Regions from separate parts of the Sus scrofa genome. Here region 2 is linked to region 1. Evidence: chromatin contacts called from public HiChIP or PLAC-seq data. All regions are on one chromosome and are shown on one strand. Each heading gives the region's core, a stretch centred on a gene start, on an enhancer-like site or on the middle of the called end of the contact. The rest is flanking DNA. Distances are from core to core; before and after follow the strand shown.

What was found. HiChIP or PLAC-seq counts read pairs in DNA pulled down with a chosen protein or histone mark.
Region 2: an H3K27ac HiChIP or PLAC-seq map of alveolar macrophages shows a contact between it and region 1. The contact joins two enhancer-like sites. A contact is called at or near these places in 3 of 47 Hi-C or Micro-C datasets (embryonic fibroblasts, fetal heart ventricle and heart right ventricle) and 1 of 2 datasets of contacts at active chromatin or transcription factors (alveolar macrophages).

The regions. Positions count from the first base shown.
Region 1 is chr2:25,742,675-25,746,005 of Sscrofa11.1, forward strand. It overlaps SLC1A2 (excitatory amino acid transporter 2), which reads left to right. Exons shown (of 11, transcript XM_003480708.4): 9 at 3,167-3,301. Among named protein-coding and RNA genes, the nearest start is that of CD44, 140 kb to the right of the region's middle. Within about 2 kb of position 1,472, at least 17 of the 83 cell types and tissues checked have an H3K27ac peak or open chromatin away from gene starts, as enhancers often do. A contact at or near this core is called in alveolar macrophages, where this site is marked.
Region 2 is chr2:26,012,525-26,015,855 of Sscrofa11.1, forward strand. It overlaps PDHX (pyruvate dehydrogenase protein X component, mitochondrial), which reads right to left. Exons shown (of 13, transcript XM_003122869.4): 13 at 2,430-3,331. Among named protein-coding and RNA genes, the nearest start is that of MIR1343, 52 kb to the right of the region's middle. Within about 2 kb of position 1,842, at least 7 of the 83 cell types and tissues checked have an H3K27ac peak or open chromatin away from gene starts, as enhancers often do. A contact at or near this core is called in alveolar macrophages, where this site is marked.

The DNA.
Region 1 (3,331 bases), core at 222-2,721:
ACAGCTGCCTTCTAGATGTTGCTCACATGGCCTTTCCTTGGTGCATGGAGAGAGGGAGCAAGCTCTTGGGTCTCCTCTTATAAGGGCGGGCACTAAACCCATCACGAGGGCTCTACCTTCATGATCTAATCACCTCCCAAGCTCCTATCTCCAAATTCTATCCCATGGGAGATTTGGGCTTCAGCAAGTGGGTTTGGGGAGGACACCGCTCAGTCCAGAGCAGTACTCTATGGGAGCCTCAGTTTCCTGTATGAGGGGGACAGTCATCACACATTCAGGTGTGGTTGAGAGCTTTGTACCTGGTGCATTGTCACCTGTCAATAAATGTTTGCTACGAGTATCGTTACTACTATTGATGCTTCATATAACACTCCTAGAATATGAAAGAAAAATGTGACTCTGATACAGCAAGTGCCATGATGTTAGTCAGTGGAAAACATGCTTCAGGTCATTTTATCAAGCTTCTAAATCATGTCCTCCTAACAGATTGCAGGTGAGACTGCCTACCTCCCTTGCTTAAAAATTCAAAGATGGATGGAGCTCCTTGGTGTCCCTGAATTCTTGGCCTTGATGGCAGTCATGCTTTCCATCAAGTTCACACCTCGAGATGAGAACTTAGAGATGGGAGGATGGTCCAGTGACCAGCTGATTGAGATTGTGCCTCAGTTATTTAAATTTATCTACCCAAGATTTATTTTATTTTAATAATGATACTACTGAGAATTTTCCCTGGAAAAAAAGGATGAAGTTGGAACAAATATATTTAATACTTGTGTCCCTGTCAAGTTCAGTGAAACCTGCTATATTTGTAGACATCCCAAGGGCTGTCTCTATGGGGTGGGGGGTGGAAATCTCCTGCCCCCATAGAGTATATGTAGGTCACTGTCTCTAATTTAATCAGAGAAAAAGAGCCAAGTCCAGGTTCATAGCTGTGCTTCCAAGTACTTTCTTCACCTCACTTCCCTGTATTCAGGGAAAGAGGGGCCAGGAATTCTCAGCAAATGCATTAATTAATCATAGAGTTTTCAATGTGAGGAAGGATCGAGGGACATGAGGAGCCAGTGCAGCACTGGAATCAAGCAGACGAGGGTTCAAATCCCAGCAGACCTTGTTCAAACTCTGTGACCCTGGATCCACTCCTTGGTGCCACCATCTGTGCCTTTGTGTAGGGCTGAGAGGTCCGGCTGCGAATAACGTGTGTGTAGTTCCTTGCACAGCATCCAAGAACTAACCGTAGGGAAGTGAGCCAGGAGAGTAGAAGGACTGGATGAGCAGGAAAGGATAAAGGGACAGAGGGGAGGTCACTGCCTGGGGAGCCTGTGGTTGGAGGAGGGTATATTTGGGATGGAGGAACAGAAAGGGAACCAACCTCCAGGAAGAATTCTTTATGGGACTTTGTCTCACACAACCCAGGGGTAACGAGACAATGTGGCCACAGTACAAAGGGATGTGTCAGAGTGACTCATAGAGCAGAAGCTACTGATGTTGTAAATAAAACGGCCAAGGCCGAGAGGTCCTTGGAACTTGGGGAGTTCCCCTTCCCTGGTGTTCAATCCATCTCAGGGAAATGACTGAGAATTCCCACCTGCCAGGAATGTCCCACCTGCCTTGGGACTTTAGGGACGTATTCATTGCAAAGCAGCCTCACCCTGCCCAGATTTCCCAGTAAGAATAACGATTCCCATTTACTAGGGGGTTGCAATGTGCCGGCCTCTTCTAAGGGCTTTTGATTCATGAGCTCCCGATGACTCCAAGAGTGACACACCACTCATAGCTCCTTTTTGACAGATAAGGAAGTCAAGGCACAAAGAGGTTAAGTAAGTTGCCCAAAGCCATGTGGTTACTAAGTGGCAGAGCTGGGATTTGAACCTAGGTCGTTCAACTCCAGAAGCTTTGCTGATAACCACTGCACACTACTACTTCCTCCGTCCTAGATGGATTCAAGGAAAACAGAGTTGTTGAAACGCTGACCCCAGCTCTACATGGACGGAGCCAGGGCGAAAGCAAAGATGCATTCTGTAGATCTCACGTAGGGAAGTGTCTGTTCTGAGCCAAGCCCAAATGTGGGAAGGATGGTTATATGGAAAAACCAGTGTGAACCACAAAACCTCCTGGGACCTTCCTTGAGGTCAGTTCAGGTCCCTCCCAGCTGTGAGACCAGGATTCGGTGCCTGGGCACACCAATGGTCAAACCCATTTGGGACTCTTATTCTTAGTTTGGAACCAGAAGACCTACTCTAAAAAATCTGGAACTGTATAGCCATGAAGAAAACAGCACCCCCCCCCTTTCTTTTCAGCAGACAGAAAAGCAACTTGGGAACCTGTATTTTCAGAAGCATTGTTCCATTTAGAAAGAACAGCTTTTACACATGGGGTCCAGAAAAGAACTGAAAAAGTCACTGCCCCTTGCTGGACCAGAGAGGCTCCCTGGTGTCAAGACAGAGCCCTTGAACCCTAGATGAAACCCTCTTCCAGAGACTTCCACATGGTGTTGGGTGTGCCCTTGGCATTACTTGGAAAGCAAGGGTTGAGATGCTTCAGAAGGAAAGCCTCCCGTTATTTCATTATCCTTTCTTGGCATCCCCTTTCTGAGTAATGCATTTTCCAGCCCAGGGTGAAACGTCCAGGCATTTGAAGCTTAATGTCATTTGGAATTCTGTTGATTTGTTTCCCTGATGTCCACTCAGTTGAGTCTGGATATTTGCTATCCCGCGTTCCCATGTTAACTTTGGCAATGGTCTCCTCAGACTCTCGCCACATAGTCTTGACGTCTCTGGTTCTCTCCGAGACATAAAGGCGTAAGCAGAAATGAATGCAGTGGTGTTCCTGTGGGAGGATGAAGGGTGATTTGTTTTTCTTCTTTAATATTTCCGTGCCCGCTTTTAGAGCCATGCTTACCTTACTTGAGCCCTGTGGCATATTAGGCAAATCGAATGTCACGAGGGGTAAGACTCTAAGCCCTGAATGTGTAAGCTTCCATCATGATGGAGCAGAATCCAAATCGACCCTCTTTCCTGGGTCTTGGTACTCCGGCTTTCTCTATTCTTTGCAAAGAAAAAGGGATTTTATGACTGTCGGGAAAATTAGTGCCTAGAATTGCCTGCCAGGGAAGGCTTTGCCAAGTCTACTTTTTCTTCCCTTGACCCGGCCTCTTCTGTTCTCACAGCCTCACAGCCACACTGGCCAGCGTTGGTGCAGCCAGTATCCCCAGTGCCGGACTGGTTACCATGCTCCTCATTCTGACAGCGGTGGGCCTGCCGACTGAGGACATCAGCCTGCTGGTGGCTGTGGATTGGCTGCTGTAAGTGTCTGCGGCAGGGGCGGGGTGGGA
Region 2 (3,331 bases), core at 592-3,091, 270 kb after region 1:
TGCTGAACATAACACATCAGAATCTTAACCTTTTATACACTGGTGATGGGGGCCGTGGAGGACTTGTGTTTTGCACTGGGGAACAGCATCACTGTTGCCGCATTCCCTGAAGGCACACACCCACCTGTGGATTTCTAATATACCACAGCAAACAAACATGTCAAATATTCTTACATTTCTCCCTTCTTTAAAGCCACCTGACCTGGTACGAATCTAATTCACTGAAGCTTTCATTATAGCAAATGCTTCTAGCTGGTTCTGCTGACGGTTGCCCTTGACCCTGTTTTGACTTCCTTTGCATACAATGGCCAGACTAATCCTAAAGTTAAGTGTGCCCTGTTACTTCCCTTTTCAAAAGTCAACAAGAGTTTCCCGTTAATAACAGCACATTATAAATAATGGTTAATTCTTACCTGCAGCACACTTGGTTCTTTCATTGCTCCACTTCGCCTGAGATAAAGTCCGTCATGATGCAATGGGTAATGAGGACAAATTTTCCTTGAAAACTAAAAGTTAACTGCCATTGTAATTTTTCTCCCACACTCTAACTACAACATATTAACTTAGAGCACCACCTATCTTTCAATAAAAGGTTAGGAAACTAGTTTTACTTTTGCAACAGCTGGCCTGTACAATTTAGTATGATATTAAGTCCAAAATGCAAAAAGAAAAGAAAATTCTAAGAAGGTTCATTTGACAGTGCATAAAAGATCATTCTACCAGAATACAGAAAATTCTTAGTAATGTTTTAAACAAGGGAGTCTGGCCAGCTGTGTACTGAAGATCTTAATCTTCCACAAAAATGGTCAATGAACAAACTGTAGCTGGAAATGTTAACTAGAAGTTGCGGTTAGGGAGAAGCGGAGCTGTTTTGACTTTGAAATTCTAACACTCCTTGATATTTTCAGGTATTAACTAAATGTGTTGCTTTTTCTGTAAAAGTCTTCCCAACATTTAGGTCATTTCCCTTATTTAAATGAGGGTAAAAGTACAAATAAATATAAATACAAAATAAATATATTGTATAAATATATATTGTATATTTATACAATATAAGTATAAATAAATAAATATAAATTTATAATGTGGGAGACAGTCTGCTCATACAGCACACAGTTCATTCTCTGCTACGATCCCAGTCAAGGGCACCACACCCTCTTCTCAAATCCGTGTTATTCTCTGACCTCATGCTGCAACAGAATTATTTTTAGAAATGGCAATTTCTTACATAAACCTAAGCAGCGTAACACATTGGAGAAAATACTTTTAGTCAGAATGAATGGGCATTTGCACCAAAAGTCAAACCATGAGAAACAACTGATTACGTGAAAACCTGGCTGTGACATCCACGAAGAATGGAAATGTCTTGAATTTATACAGCATTTCTCCTGCGCGGTTCGCCGCAGCTCTCTAAGGCAGGCGGGAGTGGGGATCATCGCCCATGTCACCTACAGGGAAACAGATGCACTAGAGTTTAAGTGTGTCGACCACTGGAAAAACAGAACTCCCAGGGATTGATGGTGACCTACGGCTGTCTCATGCCCTATTCCTCAGATATAAAAATTAAGAGAAAAAAAATTTTAGTTAAAACTGACTGAAAATCAATGTAACTCATCAAAGTTATTTTGTAAATAGCACTTGGTTACAATTTGCAGTATAACTCAATATGACAAAAGGTCTGGAGATTGTTTATAAAAAACGGCTTGTTAAAATTGAGTGGAATAAGCATTTCTTAGCAGTTGATGTACTGGGGCTCTAAGCATTTCAGAAAGCTCTTTTGTGAGAGCCTAACTTGCTCATCGTGCCATAGCACACAGCTTGGACGACACAGTCACTCTCTTGGTGATTCATGGCAGCAAACACGAACATGAGTCTTTCTGTGACTGGTTATTTAAATCATCATCCCACTCTGGTTATGATTACCTTGTCAGATGTAGCAGAGTTGTTAAAAGAGAGATATTAAGCTCTTCTAACCTTTACAACAATCGGGCAAATTTTCATCTTATCAATGGAATAAAAGGGACAGTTCTCACAAGCTTCATAGGCCTTCTACTCTCTTTCCAAAGTTTTACACTCCACATCCATTATTTTCCTAATTTTACAGTGGACCCTTGAACATGGTTTTGAACTGCGCATGTCTGATTATACACAGAGTTTCTTCAATCCATACGTACTGTAGACCTACTCGAGCCCTAGATGACTGAATCCCCAGATGGGGAACCATGGATATGAGAGTCAACCATAAACTTACACACAGATTTTCCATTTCATGGGTCCACACCCCTAACCCTGAGTGATTCAAGGGTCAACTGTAATTTTAAATTCTTTTTCCTCCTATAGAGTCCCTTTTAAACTGTTCCAGGGAAATTACTAATCTACTTCAAGGCACTAAATCTCTGTGCCCTAACATGTAAAATACAACACAAATGTTTACTTTTTTTTTACATTTTTATTTTGCAATATAAACATGATTAAAATGCACTATGAAACAACATTTTGTGTTTACATCAAAACTAACTTAAAATGTTTGGTAGGAAATAGCATAATTTTTTAAAATATGTTCCAACTCAGTATGAAGGTGAGCAGTTTATTTCTGAATTTTATTTAGGTATTTTAACTATAGTTTATTATTGAAACAAACAAAATTTTTGGTCTCTTTTTCTTCACTTTTGATTTTTCTTTAATTCTTTTTTAGTTCACAGTGTCATAGATGTGTAAAATAGGACTGATAGAAACCACTCTAAAACATATGGCTTTATATACATAAAAAAAAATCCAATAATGTTGCCACAACCCCTAATACAGTGTGATTCTTATTTACTAGTATCCAGAATAAACTTCTGTACATATTAAATTGTTCAAGTATAGCTAGAGCAGTGCTTGTAGAAGTGAGGTCCCACTGCTACGTTAACGGGCATCTCTTTGAAGACCGCTTCTAACTTCAACACAACTAAGGTAGAGTTCTACCAATTAGTTGACTTTACAATATATTATACATTCTCAATTATTCTAAAATGCTCCAATGAGCCAAACATACGATTTAATTGACACCTAGTTTAACATCCATTTTGTACAGCACCAGTGGTTAAATTAAAAATGGATCTGACTAACCAAATGTTCTCTTTCTTCTTAGTTACAGCTTGTTACTTAGTTCTATAACATTAAACCCGGGTTGATAAAGAGGATAACCTGGGTCAAACTCTTTCATCTTAAATAAATAAACATTTCATCCACTTCACACTTAAATACCTAATCGTTTTCGTATAGTGTAAGTTTTTCAGTAATAGCTATACAATTGACGAAGTCAAAGACCAACTTCTTATCTCAGAGG